Regions from separate parts of the Drosophila melanogaster genome. Here region 1 is linked to region 2. A link is a contact called in public Hi-C data. All regions are on one chromosome and are shown on one strand. The core of a region is the stretch at or near the end of the contact, and the rest is flanking DNA. Distances in the headings are between cores, read along the strand shown. Region 1 holds the start of dysc (dyschronic). Region 2 overlaps bru3 (bruno 3).

Evidence for each region. A called contact is a pair of places that touch in the nucleus more often than the background predicts.
Region 1: a Hi-C map of the Kc167 cell line shows a contact between it and region 2, with 1.7 times the contacts expected there. A contact is called at or near these places in 9 of 107 Hi-C or Micro-C datasets (the D17-c3 cell line, the Kc167 cell line, cellular blastoderm embryo and 3 more).

Annotation. Positions count from the first base shown.
Region 1 is chr3L:13,898,077-13,904,622 of dm6, forward strand. It overlaps dysc (dyschronic), which reads right to left and starts at 5,160. Exons shown (of 17, transcript NM_140411.5): 1 at 3,609-5,160.
Region 2 is chr3L:13,640,169-13,646,585 of dm6, forward strand. The region is part of intron 4 of bru3 (bruno 3); the gene reads right to left. Among named protein-coding and RNA genes, the nearest start is that of mir-289, 23 kb to the left of the region's middle.

The sequences.
Region 1 (6,546 bases), core at 3,910-6,409, 260 kb after region 2:
AACCCAACTAACATATTATTCCCGGCATGGATTCTAGTTTATGCCTGCAATGTAGCTGGGAGTACGAAATTGGTGCATTTGAAAATTGATATTTATGACTGGAATAAATAATCACACATATCACAGGTGGGGCGATGAAAGTTTGCTGATAGTGGTGTTAAATTACCATTCATCTTAATTATGAATCAATGTTATTGACAATTTTAGCCTTTGGCTTGACATTCGTTTGTCTCTGCATTAAAGTGCTGAAAGCCTTCATTGTTTTTCACATAAATCTCCTATAGAATATTCCACATAATTTGACTTGCCAAGCTGCAGCTCATAAGCCCCATAATTATTGTGTCAGCTAACTGAAAGTTAATAAACCACCCATTGTCATGAAAATAAAATCCAAAAATAAACTGCCAGACCAAATGGGGCACCAGCCAAAATCAATAATAAATACATAAACAGGTCAAACAATGCCGCAACGAAGAAAGACAGTAGGGCAGCCATTACCACAATGGGCTATGGAAAACTCTTCAATATAAGTGCAAAAACTAATAAATTCACATATATATTGAGCTTTCTGCTAGACTCCATTAAATTTAAATATTTGCTTCTATACATTTCAAAAGAATTCTCTGTCTAAAAAGCTATGTTTATTTTGAGTGGATATTGAGTAGAGCACACAAACTATATTATTTACTTCTGCAATTTTGTGAAGCTCTTTGAAGCACGCTGACTTTATCATAAACGACACACTTTATAGAAAGCCATAAAGAAAGACATTTATTATTCATCACGTTTAAACTCGCAGTTCACATTTTGGCAACCCCGCAGTGCAATAAATAATATAGCGTTTTATCAGAGTCATCATAATCGTTGAGTTGCGTGGGAAAGCCCCCGAGCCTGCACATTTCCGCCACAAATAAGGATAATAAGCCAGCAATTAGTGTCACCGATGAAGACTGAAACAGAAACATGGCCCAAAGCCAAGACCCCCAACACACTTAAGGCAATTTTCCCTGGTTTGAAAGTAGGGAGAATAACAAGGAAAGAGGTTAACCGAACCGCGTCGTACAGACGCAAATCTATTATCCCACATCCTTTTTACATCCTTCAGCAGAAAATGAAAAAAAAAATAGAGGGAACGAAGGAAAAGTTGCAAGGACAAATCGCAATTCCAGTTTTATGAATATTTTTCTATTTGCCTATGGAAAACTGCTGAATGGTCCTTACTTTATCAAGACCTCCTTGCGACCCAATTCAATGGCTAAAGGTGAGGGAAACTTTCTTAATACAAGATACTCAAAGGACTTGCACACGGTCATACAAAAAGAGACGGAGTCCGACATTCAATTGCCACCTTACGGCTGTAGGATTTGCCATTTATAATGTGTGCGTCTGTGTGTACGCTTGAGTCCTGGCAAACTCAAACCGAAAGTCTTAAGTGAATTAAGAGGAAAACTTGCAACATTTCTAAGGCGACCCTAATTCACCCCCACACCGCATGTCCTCCATCAAGGTTAGCCCACTTAATGAGCTCTTGAAGTGCTCAAGCTTGAGTTTGCTAAATACATATCTACGAGCATGAACAAAAAAAGGATTATTTGATATGGCAGCCCCGCCTTCCGTTTAACGATATCCTTCTGACTGGACACCTGTGTCTTCGTTTGCCACCTTCCTTCCTTCCCCTCATAGGCTCCAAGATTGATTGTTATGCCAGCGAAAACTAAAAAGCAGTAAGGGCTCGGCTCTCTTCCATACCACTTGGTTTTGCTTTAGTTTGGCTTCGGCCACTTAATGACTGCCAGCCAAAAACTTGTGGATAGTGCGAGGTCAGGGTGTGATGTGCGTTCCGGGAATGCCAGGAAATGTCACCCACACCTTGAGATATACCATAAAACAATTATTGGAATTTCTCTCTTTCACCTTCGCTTTTCGGTGGGTAGGGTTTTTCGGCTTATTTTATGATGGATGTAATTAAAGTTGGTGACTGGGGAAGTGGGTCACGTAACTTCAATAGCAGATAGCAGATATTTCAGCGTAACCGCTTCATGGGTTTACAATCTGAGATGCCTTTCATAATATAAAAAATTATGATCTTAGGGAGATATTACAAGAATTGATCTTTTTATGTAGGCAACCTTTTAATTATAACGCAAACCAAAAAACCTCACCCACCTTGACCCAAAAAGATAGTTTGCCTTATCACTTTCACAAAAGCCATTATTAACGACACAGTGTCAACAAAAATTTCGAGTAAGATATTAATAACCTAAAAAACACACTCGTGGTTGACACTTGGTCTGAGACGAACACGGGCTGAGGCTAAGTAATAACTATTTAATGAGTTTCTGCCACAGCTCGGTGTTGGGTAGAAGAAAGTAACTTGGCCGTGAACCAAGTGCCAACTGCCGTCATCGGGAAAACATTCCATCCACTGACGCCATTTAATTAAAATTTGCCCCTAATTAATTGCCGAAAAGCGGAAGCGCACAGCCTGACAGGACATTGGGTGTACTAGGCGTATGAGTGATGTTTGCCTATTTACATCAGCTCCCATTTGATTGGAGCTCAGCGCACTAATTGGAAATGAAAATTTGATTTCTCACATTTCTGTGGTCGGCACAGCTATTTTGCATTTCGCACTATTGAATTCGACGGCTAAATTTTACCCACTGGCATGAATTATTAGTATTATAATACGTTGGACAACCGAAAAGTATGCAACACTTTTGTTTTTTGAACGATTTTTTTTTTGGTTCGCTGCCATCATTTTTGCTCTGCATAATTGATGGCTGAGCTTTTAATTGAAACTGAGTTGTGGTTATTATGAGTATAACGAAGGGGACGTGTCCGAACGGTTCGCGGAAAATTTATGCAAATTAAGATTGCACTGGGGGCGGTTGCAATTAAAGCCAAATTGCTGCGTGAAGAGCGGAGAAAAAGAATAAAAGTTCTGTAATTGAAGAGCGTTTGAAGGGTGCGAGTACCGAACAGGGCTTGAGATAAAATCGAGAAGAGCGTCCTTGAAGAATTGAACGTTTTTTTCCGGCAAGAACTTGTTAGTCCATAGGAAATTTGTAATTATTTGTAGAAATAGGAAGGTGTGGAACTAAGACTTAGTAACCTACATTTAAAAGAACTTTAACTGCAAACCCTTTTTTGGGGATATACACGAATTTGTGCAGTTAAGCCAATTAAAATTAAAATGACTTCTTATAAAATGTTCTATTCACTTTTAAATTCGATAACTGTCTGAATGTATATGGTATTCTCCGTTTTAGTTTCATTATGATAAATAAATTATAACCCATATCTTCATGTCGTATTATTGTTTCATATAAACGTAAAGTTAAAAAAAAGGATGTAAAGCTATGTGCTGAATAAAATAGCAAAAGGAGACCAATAATATTACTTGAAACAATGAGACTACTGTATTCACTGTATTCTTGTGACGAGTTTTGCAACTTTTTATTTAGCACACTTTTGCGGACCGAAGCATTCAGACCTATCGCCCATTCAAAACTATAAACACAATGATTTATTATACGTATATCAAGTCCTTTCACTGCACCTTATTTGTGCCTTATCTGTGTTCACAATTTGGGTTGTATGCTCACCTGTTTGGAATTCTAAGGATACATTAAAACTGCCGTTGCTCGGGCGCGGTGTGTGTGAGTGTGTGTGTTGGTGAGAGGCGGCCAGAGGAGCCTGTGTGTTGGCCAGTGTTTGCTGGAGGCCCCTATTGAATGGATTGTGACACGACCGGACGCTCGTCCTGTCCGCAACACACAGTTGTCCTGCTGCCAGGCTTCCTGCAGCAGTCAGCTGATGCTGATTGTGACGCTCCTGCTGCTTGTGGCATGCAAAAAGTTTTCCCTTTGAGTTTTCCAGCGCCGTCCGCCCGTCCGTCTCTCTCTCTCTGTCTGTCTGTCACTCTTGCGCTTCCTGCCTCTCGATGCCGCCACGTTGGGGCGAGAGTGAAAGTATTTTTTTTTTTTAATTTTTTTTAGGTTGCCTCTTTGTTGTATTTTATCGTGGTGAATTAAGGTTGAGGGTGCTACTCTCTCTCTCTCTCGCCAAGCTTTCTCCCACGCTCAGAGAGCTAGGCACATTTTCTGGTTGAGTAAATTGTTGAAATAATATGCATGATATTCGCCAGCCACACAGGGACACTTTGGTTGAGGCTCATAGATAATATTTAATAATTTTATTGATGATTCTTTCGGTTTTATATTCTTATAGCGGAATTCAGTTGGCAAGTTTGGCTGTGTTATGTGCCGAATAGTTTCTGCTCTCTTTACGCCTATAATCTGAATACTCCGTATCCCGACCGAGCACTCCGAAACCGAAACCGAATTTCGGACTAACGACTCCGAATCGACTATCGTACGTGGCGAATTTGACGTTTTGTGTAATTTAACCTTCTGCCCTACTCTTCTCGAATGCGTCATCGGGAATCGCGTAGAGTGGAGTTGAGTCGAATCGAATCCGCTATTTATTTGCTTAATATTTTATTTGGCACCCACACACGCGCACGCACACTTTGTTGCACATGTTTGCATTTTTGCTGGCATATAATATTTTGGTTTTATTAAGCATACGCCATGTTGTACGACGCGGACCCTCGAACAGCGAGTTGAGAGCCTTGGCCAGAAGCCGTCAAGGTTATTATTTCCTTGGTGTTTGTCTCAAAAAGTAACCCTCATCTGCTACTGTTTCATTTATTTTTTGCTTATTTTTTTGCAACCAATTTAATGAAGGACCCTTCTCGTTGGCTCTAGTTCAGCCTGTTCGTCGCTGTATCTACATGCCCCGTGCATGTTGACAAAAAAAAATTGTTGAAGGAGGAAAATCGTTTCACACATTACACACAACAACACGGAAGAGGCAGAATTGCCCTGTCTCTTTCCTTCTTTCGCTTTAGACAGCCCATAATTGGTGTACTTCCTTAACTGGCATTTCAAAACACTTTTTATTTCGATTTTATCGGGGTTATTTGGCTGAAGCCTTTTGCAATTATTTTGTAGCCAACTTTTTTCTTTTCCACGAAGCGCGATTTGGGCTGCGATTTTGTAGTTTCTTTCCCTTCGCTCTCTCCTTCTGTATATTGTTTTATTTTTCAGCGGAGCTCCGCGTCTTGACCGTTTGGCTCCACTTCTCCGACTACTTTGAAGGCTTCGCTTCGTAGAGGCCTCGGCCCAAAAGCTTTCCCCGATTTTGTAGGCTTCCGTGCAGCCAAAGAGAGCAACGCACCGAGAGCAGAATCCCCGCCGAGACTGACTGGCGACGTCCTGGCGAGCTTCGTGCTTTCTCCCTCTCTCGCGTATGCTGTCCCTACACAACAACAAAATTTTGAATATTAATTAAAATTCTTATTTTTTATGTCCTATGAATTTTGTATTATCACAAAATGTATTCAGATTTTTTTAAAACATTTTGAATTTGGAAACGAAACTTTTAAAATAATTATTATATTTTAAATCGTAGTTTTGTATCCTTTATTGTAGGTAATATTGTTGTTTAAGGATTAATGAATACATTAACATTTTATTTATTTTTCTGAGTGCACCTCTCTCTCTCTCTGGCCCTGGGTTCTAGGATACTCTTGTTGGTCTTGCACTCAAAGTTTGCGTTGTTTGGATTTTGTTATTTTAATGTTCACTGAGCAGTCCCTGAAGAGATGGACGAGGGGAGGGAGTCCCAGGATAAAGGGAATACCAGCGAGGGGGTGTGTATTCTCAGTCTCATTTCCAGTGTGCTTTTTGAGGATTTCTTTCGTGTAATTGTTTTCGTTACGTTTGTTACGTTTGTTATGGGCACCAGGTCCACATGCACCTAAAATGTAGACGTAATTGTGCACTATACAAAATTTTAACATTTAAGGGTCATTGCCCTCCCAAATTTAAATTGATTTTATTAAAACGTAGTATTAAAACAAGTATTTATATTAGTCATATAACATAACATAACATTGCTTATTAATTTTTACAGCTATAATTTAAAAACGCCTATCAGAATATTTAAACGAATTCTATTGCTATTACAAAGTCTTAACTATAAAAGAAAGATAATACCTAAAGCCTAATTATATTCCCAATATGGGAATATATATAACTTAATTTCCCGTAGTGTTCATACATAGTTTAAAATTTTTCGAAATTGTAATATCAATGCCAAATAAAAATAATTGAAATAAAATGTCTCAAATTACAATTGCTCGGCTTAAGATCTCGTAGCTACAATGGCTTAATGCAACATTTTATTGAAGCTTTTTCCCAATTAAGTGTCTTGGTGTAGCCATAAAACCCATCCAACAAACCCGCGCCCATCAAAAGCCTTCCCAGCTACCCCAACCCGTGCATTTTCCTTCGCTTTACTCTCCATCTCGAATTTCCCCGAAGAGAGGGAAATCACTCAATAGTCCGAAAAGCGAACTGAGGCCCATGCGATGAGACCCAATAGAACCAGGTAATGCCAGAATTTGCAGAAAAGCTCTCTCCTTGACAGAGTTTCCTCTCTCTCTCTGTCTCTCTCTCTCTTTTGTTGGGGAACTCT
Region 2 (6,417 bases), core at 1,708-4,207:
TAAATTAAGTGGTCGATGAACTGAAGCCTTGTTGATTTTATACGCCAATCGCCATGTTGTTGACAGCGGGAAAGGGGAGATGTGGTGACGCCGCAGAATTTAAACCAATGTTTAACCGAAAAAATGTTCATTTAGTCGCACGTCCTGCGAGAAGGATGCTCCTCCTCTAGCCGGTCCTGACGAATGATTGATGTGGCGTGGTTTAATAAATTGGAAAATGTTTTCAGCTCAACTTGAGACCACCAGCCATCTCAAAGGCAGGCAGCTAAGCTAAATGCAGGTTGTGCCCTCTTAAAAGCACTATCCCTTCCCATTCGATTTTCATTTTTTCCTCGCATTTTTTTTTTGCTGAAGGGTTTATCACTGCTGGAAGCCCGCAGCTGGCTGCCACATCAATTGGCTGACTTTGACTGCAAAAATCAGTGCAGTCTGCACATATACGTATACGTATACGTTATACGTACGTATTGATCAGGCCAGTCAATGCCGTGTTGATGAAGCCTGGCCCGCTTTTCCTCTTGGTTAATGAACTTCTGGCCATTTATGAAGCGGTCGAAACTCTGCAAAAGGATGTGGAAATTTCTGAAAATTTAACTTGTGCCTCGGCCAAGCCACATGACTGCCCTGGATGCCAGGATGCTGGGATGCCCTTCTAAGGCATCTCTGACTCTGCACAAAAGTCTGGCTAATTATTAACGCCAGAAAAAGACTTGCCCGCAAGCCCCGTTTTACCCAAGGCTTTTGGCCGCGTAATTAGCGCACATAATTTGAAATTTAAATGTTGCCAAAAGCCGAAGCCTTTGAGAGTCAAAATGTTAATTAAATCTGGCTCTCTTCCTTGCTTTCTGCTTTTTTTTTCTATTTTGGGTGGTTAGTGGGTTGGACTGGGTGCGCGGAATCAAAAGATGCCTGCCTCGACACAATTAGCCTTCACAATTGCTTATGACAAAGTGTCCTTTTGGGTGTGGTTGTCGGGTGGCAAGATGTTGCAGTCGACAGTTGAGAGTCGACAGGCGCCAGTGGCAACGTTAAACCGCAAATTTTAGCGCCCCAGCAAGTCGGGCATGACGAGTTCGAGGGGTCAGGAGGTCGTGGAGTCGAGGGGTCGAGACTAGCCGCAGTGTCGCCGCCTACGCATATGCAATGCCTGAAAGTGCCAACTTGGCCAAGTGCTTTGTGAACCATCCCCCCATGCCAGCGTTGTTGTGGGTGGTCCTTTTTGGGCGGGGGGCTATGATGGGTGCATGGACCCATAAACTGCGTTAGTTTATGATGCCCAAGCGCTAAGTGAGCAAAGCGAAATACGCAGAGCGACAGGGACAGAGATCCAGAGATCCAGTCAAGCCGTAAGTGCCTTCCTAAAATCCCCAACCTCCAACCAACTCGCACTCTCAATCCCCCATCCATCCCCATGTGCAATTAGAATGCGGCGCATTGAACCAGCCGGAGCACAAAAAGCCAGAGACCGAGCTTTCAGAACGCTTTGGTCAGTGGTGTGTTGTTGTTTTTATGCATTCGATGGCCGAACTACATAAAACGGAACAACGAAAATGCAATTAAAACTACGTTTTATGGCTTTGTTATGGCAGCGGTCGCCTACAAGCCCGGACTTTCGCCTTTTCTCTTTGGAGCACATGAAAAGCGATTTTTATGATGCTTTCTCCACACTCTGGCGACGATGATGATAGTTTGGAAAATGGTTTCGAATTGAGTGGCCCCGGCAACTTTTGTTGATAGAAAAGTAATATTTTATGGGGTTAGCTTGAGGGTAAACTGAACTGGATGGGGAGTGTTAGGTTTTGCTTATTGAAAACGCCGCTCGCTGCGCTTCATCTTCTCTAACAAAAATCATCAAAGTTTTATGCAAAAGTTTTTTCGTGCTGCTGCTGCTGCTGCTGCTGCTGCTGCTTGTGGACACAGATACTCGGCGAAAGACTTTCTCTCCCCCAATCCCCGGGTGGAGAAATTTGTCACTGGCAAAGCACCTAAAAGTAGACAATGTTGCCTCAAGCATCTGTCATGTGTGCTATGGATGGGGTCTGGGGGTTGGGGCGTGGTAGTAAAAAGGGTGTTCCAGGATCCACCAGCTGGAGGTAAAAGCAAAACAAACTAACGAGCTAGCAAGCAAAACAATGGCTTGTAGAGCAGCTCTCTCTGCGCTCTAACAACCTGCCATAACTGCAGCTTAATCAAAAGTTTTTCACTGCCTCCTCAGCCACAGAGATTCAGCTTCGGCTGGAGGGCAACCAACCATCCAACCAACTATATCTTCCTCCGTGGTCCCGCTCTCTGCTACTTGCTCCTTGATCCCTGCTCCCTGCTCCGTGTTCCTTGCTCCACCATTTGATACTAATCAGTGGCTGCTTCTTCCACTTTTTATGCTGTCTGGTCTGCTGCCTGGGCCACGTTCAATGGGAAATATCTATATTCTTTATGTAGCTCGATGTATGAAATATGGCAAGTGTGTATTATGGTTGTTGCAGGGCTTCCTTTGGTGGGAGTTTGCAATTAGCAAGTGGCAATTAAAGTTCTGGCATTGAACCTTGGCCATGGAAGAATGTTTATTGGTTCATATATTATCCGAATGGGCCAGACAAAAGCTGTTAATAAGTTCGAAAAGTGGAGAGATCGAACGAGAGGAAAATCATCTATTAAATCTTAAAGTCTAATCCTTGAAAAAACCCATACCGCACCTGTTTGCTCGTTTCCCAACCCAACTCAATGCTAAATTTCATTCAAGACACGACACTTGACTGTCGTATGACACTTGAGCTCCTGCTCCTGTCCGTCAGCCGGCGGTTGCCCCACCCTGCCACTTCCACTGGCACAAAATATGCAAATAAATTACTAATAACCTCAGAATGTAACCCTTGCACGGAAGCAGTTAGAATTTGGTTGGCAGGGGGTGGACGAAAGTGGAGCGGGTGGTATTCCTGATTCATAATTCAAATTTTACGCCGCAATAAACAAAAATGCCTAAAATTATGCAACACAACGCCCATGAACATTGCTGAGCAAGTCATAAATTATGTAAATTTAATTTTACGCCCCCCACCGCGGCATCTGTATATATGTACAACGATATATACGAGCTCATACGTATGTATATGGCCACGCCCACAGTCGAGTCAACCACAAAATTGTAAAACGAACTCTCGTCCCGCGATGAAGAAAGTATAGGGAAAAGAACGTTATTATTATGTAAATAATTAATGGCGTGTAATTATCTAAATTTCGGACAATTAGAAAAAATTAACACACACCGACAAAACGAACGGAAAGAGGGAAACACGCGGCAAGGCCAGAAATTTATGACATTTTTATTATACAACGAAATGTGTAAAAAAAAGAGAGAGATATGGAAATGAAAGCGAAACTCCGTGTAGACCATGTCCTTTCGCTGGCTTTCCCCGGTTTCCGTTACACATTTAACGCCATTTTAACGCATGCTAATGACCATCTAAGCCTGGTCCTGCCCCACAAAAAAAAAATTACTTTGTTTACTCTCGAAGCGAGCATTAAAGGAAACCCAGAGAAAACTAAAACGAAATATGGAACAAGGTGTAGCCCTTTGAAAGGTTCGCCATTAATTAGCCAAACTTCGAGCCAATGTCGGGTCAGACAAACATTAGTTTTGCTAATTTATTAGCAGCCAGAAATGGCCAATGAAAGCTAATCAATACTTTCGTTGGGCAGACGAGCCTCTTTCAAAAATTACTAATTAGCACGAAAAAGGACGAGTCAGTCGCTTTTGAGTGCGGTGCCCAATTCACACGGGGTAAATGTTATTGACTTAGATTGCGTAACCATTTTGTTGTAGCAGACAAGTTGATTTCTTTAAGTCAAAAGTTCTTAAAATCAATTTTAAAGGTGTCTAAGAGTAGGCAAATGAAAATATTTGGCAGCCTTTCGTATAAATTCATCGTTTGTACAAATTCTTTTTATAAAAAATACACCATAATAGAGAAAATGTGATTCCTTTTTGTTTATTTGTACTAAAACTAAGTTAAAGTTCGTTTCCCTGCGTTTTAATTAAAATGTAGGCCGGCAAGGAATGCTCAAATTAGATTTCTTGGCTTTCAAGTGGCGAAAATTTAAATTCCTGTGATTTCGGGGCGATGACCCAATTGATTTTTTCGGCTTCGGATGGGGGCGGCATTAAAAGCATACCTTTAAGGGCAATCGAGAAGAACGACCCATCCCTCAAGCCATCACCATACCATCCCAAATCCATCAGTTTGTGAAACGGCAACATGGAGAATTTTTGCTGCATACCAGCAGGCGCGCTAGAAATGCTTACAAATTATATAAGGCTCCGGAGAATGATGGCTAAAGGGGTTGGGGTAGGAGGTGAGGCTGAGCCCAAACAACGCACTCAACTGTGAAAATGTCTGTTAAGGGCAACAAACACGCACTCATGTGTATTTGCCAGTATGTGTCAGTGTCTGAGCGTGGGCTACCTAGCCTGTCAACAGAATGACAGTATATATAGTATATATACCTAAATTTATACATATGTGTGGGCCCATACGCATACACACACATATTTTCCATCTGCCCGTGTGCCCCGCCTTGGCCAACTGTCAATTGAGTTGGCATGTTGGCAGCCTCTTGACTTTCAGTCTAATGCGAATTCCTCATAAGCATGATAAGCATAAATATCCATTTGGACGGCTACACAGCCGCCCCGTAGAGTGGCAAAAAAAAAGTTTGATTGAAATATTGCCAAGTCAGGAATCTGAATTTGAACCTGAATCCGAATCCGTAGCCGGATCCTCCGGCCGTATATGCGCCGCACTCTTCTAATGCCCGGCACGTATTTTAATTGATTCGTGCCGCACAAGGAGCCGCAGGAGTGGCATCAGCGGCAGCTCATTACATGTCATGAAGAAGCCGCCGCTGCTTCTGCTGCAGCAAATTGAAAAACCCATGCCAAAAAAATAAATCAATGGCAATGCAAACAGGCAAACACAAACACAAACGCAAATACAAACGCAAACGCAAACAGAGCAAAAGGATACTCGATATTTGCTCTACGGGTTTGATGTCTGATGATGATGCTCCATTTATTATTAACTTGAAATGATTTCGGGCAGTCGGAGCCCGCTTTGCGGTCCGCACCCATCTTCTCGGCGAGGTGACGACGCAGCGATTGAATGCACGACTGCATCACTGGCATCGTGGCATCACTGGCAGGACTCATAGGACTCGCAGGACTCGCAGGACTGCATGTATCCGTATCGCCAGGTCTCGTCGCCGTATCTGTGTATCTCCGCATCCGTGTATCCGCCTCTGTGTGTACACGTGTGAGTTCAATTGGAAAATCGTGTGCGGCATACGGCAGCGTGTTTTTGTAAATAGCAATCGCGTACGTTTCTCAGCAGGCAGCGTGTGTACACTTGAAAATGTATCTCTGGCACACACTCACACACTCACATTGAACGTGTAACTCACATCGCCGCCGCGGCAGTTGATGAAATCAGGCGAATTCATATTTCATATTAAATTTGAAAAGCTCTGCCCTGAGGTGAGATAAAAGGATATGGGTAGGGAATCGGGGGAAACAAAAGCTAAGAAGGATAATAACCCAGCGGTAAGGCAACGTATACGCACAGTGAATGGAAATGGTACAAAAATAATGCTTTAAAATGTTATATTTTTATATAATTACGGTAATACACTTTGAGTTAAGTTTTAAATTAATAAGCAAAAAGACAAGATAAACAACTTTCAATGCAACAAAAAATTCTTTTAAAGAAGATAGCTGGATGATTTAAGAATCTCTTAAATTCTGATCATGTCCAGCTTAGGGAATTATACATACCCCCAAAAAGGACCCTCTCACAGCCCTAATTCTTACCCATTTCTGGCCACATCATGCGTCCCTAATATTCCCCTCTTCAAGGCTCTTTAAATTTAATTTTCGACGAGAAAATGCTGTGTGCTTAGCATACAACACAAAAAATAAACCGCTTAACATGGCTTTGAGCAGTGCAAATAGCACAAACGCATAGAGCGCATGCAAATGACAACACGACACGCCCACACGCACACTCGCACACTCATGCACATGCACACGCACACGCTCGGCGCTCGAGTGTGTTTGTGTGCGCATAAGTGAAGTATATCTTTGTAATCCGAAATGCTCAAGGCGTGCAAATATTCAATTTTAAATATGCAGTCCCCAACCCCAGGGCCCACTCCCCTGACCAAACATTAAAATAAAAACGAAGCATCGACAGAAGTTGTCTCTTTCCATCTACATATGTATGTACATATATATAGTATAGCTCTATCTCCAACTTTGCAGCGCGTCATCTCTTTCTGGCCTTAGCAACTAAATGTCATAAACACAATGTCATGACAACTTTTGAAATTTGAATTTCAAAGCAAAAATTTCTGCCATTTATTCATTTG